2 separate regions of the Sus scrofa genome follow, and region 1 is linked to region 2. The links are chromatin contacts, called in public HiChIP or PLAC-seq maps. All regions are on one chromosome and are shown on one strand. Each heading gives the region's core, a stretch centred on a gene start, on an enhancer-like site or on the middle of the called end of the contact. The rest is flanking DNA. Distances are from core to core; before and after follow the strand shown.

The links. HiChIP or PLAC-seq counts read pairs in DNA pulled down with a chosen protein or histone mark.
Region 1: a contact with region 2 is called in an H3K27ac HiChIP or PLAC-seq map of skeletal muscle. The contact joins two enhancer-like sites. A contact is called at or near these places in 1 of 47 Hi-C or Micro-C datasets (epiblast stem cells) and 1 of 2 datasets of contacts at active chromatin or transcription factors (skeletal muscle).

The regions. Positions count from the first base shown.
Region 1 is chr1:44,708,207-44,715,525 of Sscrofa11.1, reverse strand. No RefSeq gene overlaps it. Among named protein-coding and RNA genes, the nearest start is that of RFX6, 120 kb to the left of the region's middle. Within about 2 kb of position 3,470, at least 2 of the 83 cell types and tissues checked have an H3K27ac peak or open chromatin away from gene starts, as enhancers often do. A contact at or near this core is called in skeletal muscle, where this site is marked.
Region 2 is chr1:44,574,501-44,580,843 of Sscrofa11.1, reverse strand. No RefSeq gene overlaps it. Among named protein-coding and RNA genes, the nearest start is that of VGLL2, 20 kb to the right of the region's middle. Within about 2 kb of position 1,948, at least 3 of the 83 cell types and tissues checked have an H3K27ac peak or open chromatin away from gene starts, as enhancers often do. A contact at or near this core is called in skeletal muscle, where this site is marked.

The DNA.
Region 1 (7,319 bases), core at 2,221-4,720, 130 kb before region 2:
ACAATGCTCCTGTTTTAGCAGTTTACATTTTGTTGGAGGGCAGCCACTATTGAACAGGTACATTTCAGAAAGTAACAAGGACCATGTAGAAAATAAATTAGATGCTGTACTAGAAAGTGACTGGGTGGAAGGATGCTAATTTACGTTAGGAGTCACTGAGGAGGTAATGCTTGATCTGAGACCTAACTGACAAGAAAGTATCTTCAATAAAAAGTTCTGGGGCAAGAGAATGCCAAGAAGAGCAATTAGCAAATAGAAAGGGATTAAAATGGGAATGAGAAATGTGCACTTGAGGAATAGAAAGAAAAACAGCATGGCTGAAATATACAGTGATAAAGAAAGGCATGGACTAACTTTTAGTCTCAGCACAAAGATGAAATGGATGGGACCCAGCTACTGCTTATTCCTACCAACACCCTCGTCCCCTGAAGACCCAGCCAAGTCTATTCAAATGTCTACTCCTACCCCCAGAAAATGTTAGTTACTATCAACCAATCATAGTAATCCTATTTACCCTGCTAGTGACTGGTTTAGGAAAGGGTAAGTGATGTAGACTTAGACAATGAGAACTGAGAGGTAGTTTTCTTTGAGAGGTTCCCTTATTTGTGAAAGAGACTCACAGAAGGAGTTAGCTCTTTTGATAATATTAGACTAGTGGTTCCCATCTGGGAGCAATTTGTTACCCCAAGGCACATTCAGCAATATCTTCATGCTACTGGTATCCAGGGAATACAGGCCAGGGATATGACGATACAGCCTACAATGCATAGGACAGTCCCCGCAGCAAAGAATTATCCAGCCTCAAATGTCAGTATGACCAAGGTTGAGAGATCCTGCAATAGACACTGTTGGTTCTAAACAAGATGACCGTGTCTGCTGTGGCCATCCTGTTAACTGGGAGAGCTAGCTGATGAAAAAGTGAAAAAAAAATGGAAAGACCTTAGGGATGCAATGATATGTCTGAGCTGCTATATCAATTGACTAGTTACTTATAACCACTTTACCTTAGAACTTCTTGTTATATGAGCTACAATACTTATCTATGGTTTAGGTTATTTTGAGCTAAGCAGTTGCATCTGAGAGTCTCGAGTCCAGAGGAGAGATGACATATATTCAAGACTCATCAACAGATAAGTGAAATTTGAAACTATGGGACCAGAAGAGAGCACTGGTAATGACCCAGCACCAGGGAATGCCAACACTTTTATAAGCTAAGTTGAATCAGCAAAGAAGGAGCAATTAGAAAGAGTTAATACTAAAATTATTTAATATTTTTACAGTGTTCACCATATGCCAGGCACTTTTCCAAATGCTTTATAAATAAATATTACTTTATTTAGTCCTTATAACAACCTAATTAGGCAGATGCTATTAGCATCTCATTTTGCACATATAAGGGATGCAAGTTATAGCTAAGTTAAAACTAATTTTTTCAGGGTCATTGTAAGTGTATAAACTGAGATTCAGACCCAGGCAGTTTGGCATCAAAGTCTAAATTGCCTTGTCATACAAAATCTCTAGAACCATAAGCATATGTTTTCATCCAAGTTGAGAAGAAAAGGTTTGAGAAAAAGAGAGAGAAGTCAGCTGTGTTGAATTCTGTTAATAAACCAAATAAGATGAGGATAGGGAAGTGTCAAATGGATTTGACAGAATGGACAATATTGGTGATTCTGACATGAGCAGTTCCTGTTCCTCAGATGGGAAAATAATCTTATTGTAAGGATGGAGGAGTGAACAGGAGTTGAAAATTCAAAATTTAAAATCAGGAATTTTATTCCTGATAAAATATGTGTGTGTGTAGGAACTAAAATTCTAGACTTTAAGTAATTAAGGTCCCCCAAAAAGGTATATTGACAATTATAGTCAAATTAGTCAGATACCCACTAGGATATTTAAATTGTAATTTGGAATAATTACAGAACTAGCATGTGATTCGTTCTGCTACCCAGCAAACCTTATCAATCACTTTTTCATTTGATTCCTTTCGAGTAACTTTTTTTCTTTTACCTTCTCATTTTTTTGCATGCTTTGAAAGAAAGAAACATGCCCCTGGCAGGAACACAGTCATGTCTGTCAAATACAGCTGTGACTATCGCTGAGGCATTGGGTTCCACAAGAACGTGCCTCTTAACCTGTAATGAGCAGCAGGTTACTGTAATTGTGTGTGTGAATTTCTGGGATAGACATTACAGGCGTTTCTCTCACTGGTGATAAATATCTAGGAAATCTCACTGCAATGTTGGCATAGTAAATCTTAAATCCGATTATATCCTCAAGTCAAATTATGATGTATTACACAGGTGTTATAAGCAAATTAGAGAGTTTGGTTTGCATCTATTACTTTTATACTTATAGTATCAACATATTCTTTAGACAATTAGCTGATGCGCTAACATTCTTCTATATCTCTATTAGTAATGTGGCTTGTGGCTCCAAGTTCTTAAGCTGGACTTTAAGCATGATTGGTACAAAACTCTACATTCAGTAATAATAAAATCTTTTTTAGGGTTTAAAAACAATGGTCTGAATGAAGATACATGGAAGATAAATATAACAAGCATGTTATCTATGATTACTATCCATCTGAATAATATTTTAGCTATGGATGTCAGTCATGATTCCATAGATATGGCATTACAATATGATAATTGTGCATTAAATCCTGTCTTCACAAAGGTAGAATTATTACATTTTTTACATCAATAAAATGTCATTATTATTAAAATGCAAGCTTTTCACTTTTTGTTGTTGTTGTACTATATTTTTGTTTTAACAATCACGGGGGTAAAGAATGCCAGGCTGCAGGTGGAGATCCCAGAGAGAATGTTTGCAACTAACTAGTGGCACTGACTTTAACTATTTATTTAACTATTTATTTAACCCTTCTGAGTCTCAATTTCCTCATCTACAAAGTAGGAATAATAACATCTACTTTGCATGCAGTAAGTGTTCAGTAAATGTTTTCTAAGCTTGACTTCAGTGGCCTGGTAGCCTCGTTTTTTATTCAGAAATCAGCACAAGATCAGTATCACGATCTCCACCATCCTGGTGGAATATGACAGTGGGAATGATTCTGGTCTAGAAATCTTTAAGCCCACAGAAGACACTTATGCATTTAGACATATCTAGGCCTAAATTAAAGAGGACAAATTAGATGACTTATGAGATCTATTCCTTTTCCCGACAGAAATAAAAAGATAAATATCTATGTCTTGCCTAAATAAACATTAATCCAAGTATGACGCATATTGGGATAAAACCGTAGGACTTGCCTGACCATTGAGTTCTAATGTCACTCACATCAGTCAACATGGCATGATCCTTTGGCTTTGAATTTTGGCACTAATGGTGATCTTTTAAAAAACCCCATAAATTCATTTGAATGAGTATCCATGGCACAGATCAAGTTTTAACTGGTGGAGCCAAGTCATGCTCTTTCCCTCTGCTTTTCCTTGGCTTCTTCTCTGATGTTCCTGCTGCTCTTCTCACAAAGGACAATGATTTGCTTGGCTTCTAGCCCATGTGGAGCAACAGGCTCAGTAAAGTCTAGATGAGGCTCATTTCTAACAAAACCAATACTTGAAAATGAAGCATTCAGGCCATCAGTCTCATTAGTGACAGAAAATAACTGTTCTGACTAATGTTTTAATTAAATTGACAGGTGTTTAAAGACCTGAATACAATACATGCTGTGGTTTAATAGGATATAAGCTTAAGAATCAGAAAGGCTGGTTCAGCTCCTTATAAACGCCTTAACCTTTCTGATCCTCAGGTTCTTTATGTATAAATGGGGTATAACCGTGCCCCTGCCAGAATGTTTTCATGAGAATTACAATGAGGTAGCATCTGTAAAGTGCTGAGGGTTTTTTTTTTAAAAAAAGAAACTAAAATAGTGTGAAAGAGAAGAGAATGAGAGAGGAGACTGAAGTAATAAACAAGTAAGAAAGGATAAACATGTAACAGTAGCAGTGGTGAGTGTTTATTGTTTGTTTTAATGCTCATCAGATTTGTTGGCTCTACTTCAGTCGAAAGAGTGATAGGATGGTCGAAAAAATGAGTGATAGAAGAACAGTGAGAAGAACAAACAACCAAGAAGGTTTTAGTTTTGAAAATGTTAAGATGCCCAGTAGAGGAGTTCCTGTCTTGGCTCAGTGGTAATGAACCTGACTAGTATCTATGAGGACACAGGTTTGATCCCTGGCCTCGCTCGGTGGGTTAAGGATCCAGCGTTGCTGTGAGCTACGGTGTAGGTCAGACACTACACTTGGCTCAGATCCTGCATTGTTGTGGCATAGGCTCCAGCTGCAACTCCGATTTGACCCCTAGCCTGGAAACTTCCATATGCTGCAAGTGTGGCCCTAAAAAAAAAAAAAAAAAAATGCCCAGTAGACATCCAAGTGGAGTTCAGGGAAGAGGTACAGGCTGGAAATACAATCATAGGAGTCACTAATATATAGATGCTATTTAAAGACTGAAGTCACCAAAGAAGTACGTGCAGAGAGAAAAGAGCAGAGGACCAAGAGTTAAGCATTAGACTGAGCCTTGGGAGCAACAATGTTCAGAGGTCAGACTGATGAGGATGTACTGGAAAAGGAGATAAACTAAGAGGAACATGTTTTCTGAACTCATATTTTCAATGTCTTCAAATGTCAACATGATGTTGCAGAGTACATAGGGATTGCCATAACTTCCTTCCATTCTAGAAAAGAAATATACCACGGTGTTATAAATTAAAGTTATCAAGAATAAATATAAGGATTTTCATAGTAGCCCAATTTCTGCTTCCTTTTGTAGAAAAGGTTTAGTTTATACTGAAGTTCAAAGGTACAAAGAATAAATCATTAACCTGTTTTCATATCTCAGTGTCTCATGTCCTTTCATTTACAGTGAAAGGTACATGAAGGCAAAAAGAAGTTCACCTCAGAGTTTGCCCTCCGCAGTTACACAAAAACATAACGGTTCTTTTATTGCGAAAGACAGGCTCTATTTCAACACTTTTCATTTTTGTAAAGACAGTCATTCAAAAAAAAATCATGTGCAAGGAATATTTTATGGAAGACAGTATTCTGGGGCAGGGTGTTCAGCTTTCTCTCATTTGATTCCCTTATTGGCAACGATTCATAACACAAATGCTTTTGTCCTTTTCTCCCTCTCCCTGCCACAATAGACCAAGTAATTAACCAAGTGAAGAGGCTGTCAATTAAACACTGATACTAATCTAGGCATAAAAGCTTCTTTAGGGAACATTGGTTTTGAACATATTTTCAGCATTATCAGCATTGATTTTATTCAATCCAATTCTCAGACAATTGAGTGCTCCAGATGTTTACATGCCATCCGGGCAACGCTTGCAACATGGATGACCCACACTGTAGAAGCAGCATTCACAAAGAATGTATGGAGGAGAAGCTCTCTATTGTGCCTCCAAGGCCTATTTTTCCAGGAATAGATGTTCCATCATTAATTAATGTCCCACATCTTTGATAATAAGATTGTCATGGACAATTAAGGAAATGATTACAAGTGTCCTTGGCAACTGGAATGCCCCACTGATTTTTAGCTTACTTTCCCTAAGTGTGACTTAAAGGTCATTTCTTTGAAGTGTGAAGACTTAAGCATGCCTTGCATTGGTGTCATTATGTACAAATGTTCTACAAAAAGAAGACCTCTTTCTAGCTTGGTATCTTCAACATGAATAAGAAGATATTTTAAAATAGTTAAAATTTTGAGCCATTGCTTTAGCAACTAACTAATATCTAACAGTAAATGATCTTCAGGAATTTCCAGGGTTTGTCATTACCTGTCTCATTGACTTGGTGGACTAATTCATATACTGTACACTGTAATTAGTTCCTGCTGAACAAATCCATTTGACTCTCACCAGCTATCAGTGATTTCCTCTTTTATCTTTCACTTTAGTCTGTTGGTGCGTCCATTCAAAGACAAAGCCTTACCCAAGCTTGTAAAAAAGCCCTTGGGTCTTCAAGAAAATCCTCCTCTTCCAAATTATTGTTAAAAACTGAATGTTTGCCATGTTACTCTATGAATGCAAGTAGTAAGTTAACCTGCCACAGCTTCAGGGGTGCTGAGAGAAGATGCATGATGTGTCCTAGGTCACCACTCGGGGACTGTGTTACCTGCAGCATGGCAGGCAGCAGAAGCATCTTGTTTGCCATGGTTCTCCTTGCCTCCCAAGTCCCACAGAGGTGACACAGGGGTCAACTGGAAGCTGTACATACAGTGAATTTGAATCACAGCTGAAGGACCCCAAGTTTATGGATCGCTAATATTTTATAGTGGACTGTAAGTAAACATGTGTGACTTCTGTTCCAGAGGGAGAAATTGTGTGTAACCTGTCTTTAACCACTCTCTTCAGTTGTTCAGCCCCATCGCCATATTTAAGTTACACAAAGTGGAGGAAGCATCTCCCTACCGCCTTCCTGAGGCAGCTCCTTAGCATGCCCTTCTCTAAGAGGTCTGCATCAGCAGTAGACTTCTCCACTAAGTCTCCTACAGGGAACTTTAGAGGGTGCTTGGCTTTAGTGTGCCTGATCTTGACTCTTGAGTAAACTGCCTAGGTTTAGATGTCATTTCCCTCATGTAAGAATTGTGTGAACTTGGGCAAGTAAATGAACGTTTCAGCTTATTACTAAGAGACTCCTCTGCAGTGGGACCCACAGGGAAGACAAATTTTGTCATGTTCTAGATATATCCAAGAGATCCATCCACAAGACTTTTCACTAGACCTACTTGTGAATCCTGCTCTTTCCACTCTCCTGGTAATGTGTCTAAATCATCAACTATTGTTCATGACTTGTACCTCAGAACTATTCTCCTTCCAGAAAGGGGAATACTTACATGCTGTCTAGGGCAGGGCTCCTAAAACTTTAATATGCATACAGATCACTTGAGAATCTTGCTAAAATAGAAGAGTCTGCTTCAGTAGGCATGGAATGAGGCTTGAAATTGTGCAATTCTAAAAAAATTCCCAGGTGCTGCTGCTGGTCTGAGGACCATATTTTAAGCAGGGAGGGTAAAGGATACTTTCTATTTCTTGCTCATCAGGTTCTACCATCAAGCTGTTCTGTGGCATGGCAAAATTATTAAAAGTCCTTCAATCTAAATTATTTATAGAACTAGAGAGTTGACATAACAAGGAAGCAGTATAGTAAAAGTATATGGCTATCTTTGCCATATGAAACAAGTCACTTTTAAGGTTATTTGGGGGTTACTATTAAGGTTATTTTAGGTTTATTGGTAGAGAAGACACAGTTACCATATCAGTAGCTGTTTATCATGTACCAGAATCTCCAGTG
Region 2 (6,343 bases), core at 699-3,198:
TACTCTGAAGAAAGAGGAAGAGATGGTCTTTTCTGACGCCAGCTCCCCCTGGATGATAAAACTGTAGGCCACCAGATCCTCAGGGCAGGGCCTCCTTGCCTGCCCACTTACATCTCTCACAAGCGTCCTATCTTAATAAATCTACTTCTTACCTATCACTTTGTCTCTCACTGACTTCCTTCTGTGCGGAGGCATGAAGAACATGAACCTCAGTGAGTCCAGACACCAGGTGAGTGATTCTAATTTAAAACCGTGGGTTCGAATCCCAATCTGGGTTTTGCCTGGGTTCAGACCATTAGTGCTGTCAGTTTCATTTTCACTAATAACATTATTTTAATTCTTCTATTATTTACCTTTTTAACCTAACACCTGAAAATCTCTTTCTTGTTTCATTAATTGTGGAGAGTATACTTTAACTATACCCTGTCAAGTGAGGAAATTAGTACCTTGAATATCCTCCACATCTCCCCCCATCTCTATGTTCCAAATTCTGAAAACTATATCATTTTTAAATTGTCTGGGTTTATATTTGCTTTCCAATCTGTAACTATACTTAACTCAAAAGCGTTTTGTTTATAGATTCAAAAAATTAAAAAAAAAAATAAGCCGTAAGCTTCTGTAAGTATTCACAGCAAAAACAAGAGTATGATTGGACCCTTGGACAATGAAATGGCAATTCTATATTCTAAATCTGTGTTGCTTAAAAGAGAACAATACAAGCATTACAGGCAAAAGAATTCTCATTTTTTACATTCACCCAATACAGCAGAGGAAAATAAATGATATTAGTCTGATTCATATTCTGCCTTGATAAAGTCTTTTTATCTCTAAAACTTCTACGAGCTTCCCTTTATTTGCAATGTTCTAAAATTGAACATTGGTGTGTTCAAAGGTAAATCTTTGTTCCATCCATCTAGCTGAATATTCAATGGAATGTTTTCAATCTGAAGATTTGTGTCCTTTAAGTCTGGTAATTTTTTTCTATTTTTTGTTATTCTTTTTTTCTCTGTTCCCTTCCTCAAAATTCCTTCTGGAAGAACATTATTTTTTTTTCTCACATTTCATCTAGCTGTTCTAAATTCTGGGAGATTTTCTTGACATTATTCTACCAGCCTTTCTTTTAATTCTTTCCACTTCAGGAATTTTATATTTTAACTTTTAAAAACTCTTTCCTTGGTCACTCACTGCAGATCTGTATACAGGAAGTTTATTGAGCAGTGTTTGCTAGATCAATAGCTGTTAAGGAAAGAGAAGGGAAGGGAAGGAGGTGAGGTAGAGCAGAGAGTACTGTGATGCATTCATGAAAAGACCTTACTCTGCAAAGGCTTAAGGTATTATACAACCCACTGACAAGTCATTGACTTTGGGCTGTCCCAGGAAAGGGGTATTGTGAATTTGAATAGTGGTGCTAGCTGAGGTCCCATAGGCAGGAAAAACTTATACCCAGAATATGAGTTTGTTCCAGGCAAGACGGATACCAGAGAGGTTACTGCTAGAAAGAAAAAATTAAATGTTTTCTTTCTATGCTATTTTTTAAAACAGTTGCTTTATATTTATAATCCATTGAAGTATAAACTAATTCTGTACTATTTTTGCCAGTCAGGTTTACTTTGTAATAATTTGTTTCATATCCAACTCTTCAACACTAAGGATATATTTATGTAGCCCTACGAGCTATGTCACTTTTCCCAAAATAACACACTCGGCCCTAAACCATGCAATCCGACAATAAGGAATTTATTATCAACGACAAACTGTAAACAGACAGTATTTCTGACTCCTAAAAGTATTTGACCTATCAAAGGAGCACTGGACCAAAGGTCTACTGTCATAGTCATACATCCTATCATAACGTCGCTGAGTTTTTCTTACAAGCCTGGTAAAGATCCCATTTATCAGTCAGCAGTCAGTCTATCCTGCCCAAGGGCAGGTCCTCCACTCTTTCTATTGGCCAGAGAGAGAGTGAAGGAAGGCAGCAACTGCTGCCTCAGTCAGTCCCAGGCTCCACCTTCACTCTACAGCGATCACTGACTGAAATGCATCAGAGACCACTCAGCTGTTCGTTAAGGAGCCCACAGAGAGGGGTATTCGTGCACTTACACATGAACTGAATCTAGGAGGTCCGATTCATAGAAAAAAACAATGTATACCCCTATCCCCTTTGCCCTTTACAAACACAGAGCTTAAACTAAGGACTAGCAATGCAGGCATATCGGGGGTTGTGTGTGCAAATTGGCAATTAATGGGCCAACCTTAGTTCCTGAAAGAAAACTACGCAAAATGAAAAGGGCTTGAACAAGCATCCTGGAGCCTAGTTCTGGATCAGCGCTAATCTACAGATAGTGTTTCACTAACTGGGGTCTGCAGCACTTGCCAGGTGTGTCTTAGGAATGTCACTGTCACTAAATCTGGAAACAGAGTAAGGTGATAAGGAGGAAGTGAGACAAGAAAGGGGCAACATCCAATGGATGTTAGGACCTCTCAGGGACCCTGGAATTGAGAGATAAGTGAATTTTATCCAGCTGCTTCTTCTGAGAGTGCAGGTTTGGGGAGTTTTGCAGTGATGCTACCTAGATATTAGCATTCTATGCATAGGGCTAGGAAGCAATTGCTTTCTGAGAACACCAATATTCCCAGATTTGGACCAATACTGACCCTGGGACTCTTCCACTGAACAGCTGACTGGCCTCTACTGAGTATCAATAATCTCCAGAGGCTGAGCGATGAGGCTGGTCTGACAGCTGCATCTGCTGCTTGTCCATCATCTCTTCTGGCCAATAGAAACAAGGCATGGTCCCCATGGCCTGGGAAGTTCCCTTGCTCTCCCTCTCCACTGGCTATGCCAAATGAAGAAGTCATTACTACTCAGGGCTGGAAAAGAAACCATGGATGTCTGGAGGGAATAAAAGAATGAGAGAACAGGATACAGGCAGCCAGTTGGTCACCAGGGCACATTACAGCCTCTGGGCACTCTTTCCAGATGCCTTGCATTTTTCAGTATACAGCCACTTTTGCCATCCCTTCACTGGGGGAGTTGAAGGTTTCAACATCCCTGCATAATTCAGTCTTTAGGAGAGAGATAGCAATGTCTTGAGCAAGAGAAATTAATGCAGCAGCCCAAAAAGAGATTCAAAGTTTTCTCATTGTTTCGAGATTAATTCAGGAAGTGCCATGAGGAGCCCTGGGTTCCTAGGAGCCATGAATGTCATTTAGAGAAAGTGAGAAAGAAAAAATGAGACATGTAATCATTCCATGTTTCTTCAGACACTCTCAGTGGGATCCTAATTCTCTCTGTCCTCAGGGTATAGTGTTTTTCATGGTTGCCCTTCATCACTGTTCTCATGCCCTGTCTCTCAAAAGCCTTATAGTTGTTAATAGTGATAATAATACTAATAATAGCTTCCTTCTGAACCATGCACTGTGTTTACAAAGATTGTTCACATCCGTGATTCCATCTGAAACCCAAGGAAAGAAAGACATGTAGTATCATGCCCATTTTAGAGAAATGCCATAAAGGTCAAAAAGGTCTGAGCAGCCCCAGACAGAAAAGCTGATAAGAGGCCAAGGTGGAACTTGACCTCACATGCTATGTTTCCAAGTCCAGGTTTCTTTCCACACTCATGGCTCACATTACATCAGCCTTGTCCACAACTCAAGTAACACCAGACAGCTGTGATCCAGAAGGAGGGGCAAGGTGAAATACATAATAGCACCTGGGAAGTTCATCTGGAGTATGTTTCCTCCATGATGTCATTTCCCTGAAGGAAATTTCATCCATGCCACCAGTGTGTATATATGTGCATAATAAAATTATAATCTTTCCACTTACCAGATCAATGACTGCTGAAATGGAGTCATTGAGTAATCTTAGTTCTTTTATGAACTCCTTTATCCTCTTTCATTTGGGATTCAGTGCCATTTTCTCAAATCCTTGGGGAGTGAAAAGGGAACAACGTAATTGACAAAGTCAGTGACTGATTTCTACTGAGATCTGAAAGGTAGAATTCTGTGTGTGTGTGCGGGGGGTGGGGGTAGTGTTTTAAAAAGCAATGTGACTCACTTTTTTTAATCTATAGAAAACAATTCTTAACATTTAAGAGTGGAATTTATACAGGAAAACCATTTAGATATGGCAGTGCATACACAGAGCAGAAAGCTAGCTGACCTCAAACTACTGACAACTTTCAATAAATGACATTTTGTTTTTCCTTCTTCAGGATCTATGCTTTTAAATGTCCCTTTCTTTGCCTTTTTCACTTTTCATAAAAATGGAACATATGACAATAAAAGATTTTTCCTTACCTCCTCAAAAAATAATATTGGAAAAAAAGGACTCCATTGCTGGCTTAAACCAAATAAAGTAAAACAGCATGACCAACCAGTATCTCAATATTTTGAGGACAATCTTTTTGCTGTTTTGATTTTCCACACCAGTTAAGAGATCTGGACTAGACACTGAAACTTAGAAAGGCTTTCACAGTAACCCTTAGGAAACTTTAATTCACAAATCCTACAGTGCATGACACTCAACAAAAACCATCCACAAAGCACATTAGTCAAGAAAAAAGAATAACAATTCTTGATATTTTTCTGGTCAGAAAGATTAGGGATATGGGATAAGATCACTGTGAATTATAAAAATAGAAATTCTACAAAGATCCTAATTATTCTCTCCTCTAGAAGAACAACAAAAGCCTCTATCTTTTCCAAACTTGATCCCCAGGACAGACTTGTCTTCCACCCTCAAGCACATTTTCTTCTCAAGTTGTAGGAACTGAAACAAAAAAAGAGGAAAGAGTAGGGGAGGAAAGTAGAGAAAAATTAAAAGCCATAACCTGAAGCCAGCACAAATGCACCAGAAAATGTACTGAACCAACTGCATCATTTACTTCTTATTAAGGAACAATCAGGAAGCTAAAATACTAAGGTGTTTCTCAAAGTACAAAGACTGTCTTTATGTTTGATTCTCAAATAAGCTCAAGTGGGAGTTCTAGAATATCATCCAATCTGTCCATACTAAAAAAAAGAAAGAAAGAAAAAGAAAAGAATTCGAGCAGTCAATGTGCCTTTCAGACAAATCACAGTGGGACTGTAATATTTAAAAAGTAATTCACAATCCCAACTTCTATGGTATATACAGCAGTGGTTCTCAAACTTTATCATGCATCAAAATGACTTAGAGGATTTATGAAAACAGACTATTGGGCCCTGCCTCCCAGGGCTCTGGTTCAGTAGATCTGGGGTAGAGCCTGAGAATCTGTATTTCCAATAAATTTCCAGATGATATTGGTGCTGCTGTCCTGGGGACTACTCTTTTAAGAATCACTGCTATAGAATATTTAATAGAAAGGATTTCAAATTTTGATGCTAGGATAACCAAACTTTTTTACAGCAATATTTAGATTTTTAATGTTTAAATGTAAGGTTTCACAGAAAAGGAAATACAAATGGCTCAAGCAGATACTCAACCTTATTCTTAAGTGAAAATAAAAAAAATTCCACTGTGATTTAATCTCTGGTAACATACCATACCATTATGCAATTAACAGATTGGCAAAAATCAAAATGTTTGTTAACACTTTATAAAGATTCAAGGAAATAGGTACTGTCACACATTGTTGATAGGACTATAAACTGGCATAATCCTTGTAGAAAGCAATTTGCTAATATATCAAATAAAAAATGCAAAAGTCTTCTGACCTAAAAATTCCAATTTAAAATTTTGTTTTATAGCAATTCACTCACGTGCAATATGACCTAGGTACTGGTTATTAAATGTAGCACTATATGTAACACTAGAAGATTAGAAGGAATTAAAATGTCTGTCAGTAGGGACTGCTCCAATATTTTTCTGTTCTTTTGGCCACACCTGCAGCATACAGAAGTTCCAGGCCAGGAATCCAACCCATGCCACAGCAGTGACCCAAGAAGCTGCAGTGACAGTGCTGGATACTTAACCTGCTCTGTCACAAGGGAACTACAGAGCTGCTCTAATATATTATGATATATTCATAGAATTAAATCTTAAGCAGTTGTAAAAAAAGAATCAAGAAATTCTTTAGGTACTAATATGGCACAGTCTCAAAAATATGTTAAGTGAAAAATGCAGGTTAAACAGTGTGTACTGCAGAGTACATTTATGAATAAGTATCTCCAGAAGGATATTTATTTATTTATTATTGTTATTGTTATTATTATTATTATTATTATTATTGTCTTTTTGCCATTTCTAGGGCTGCTTCCGCAGCACATGGAGGTTCCCAGGCCAGGGGTCCAATCGGAGCTTTAGCTGCCAGCCTACACCAGAGCCATAGCAACGTGGGATCTGAGCTGCGTCTGCAAC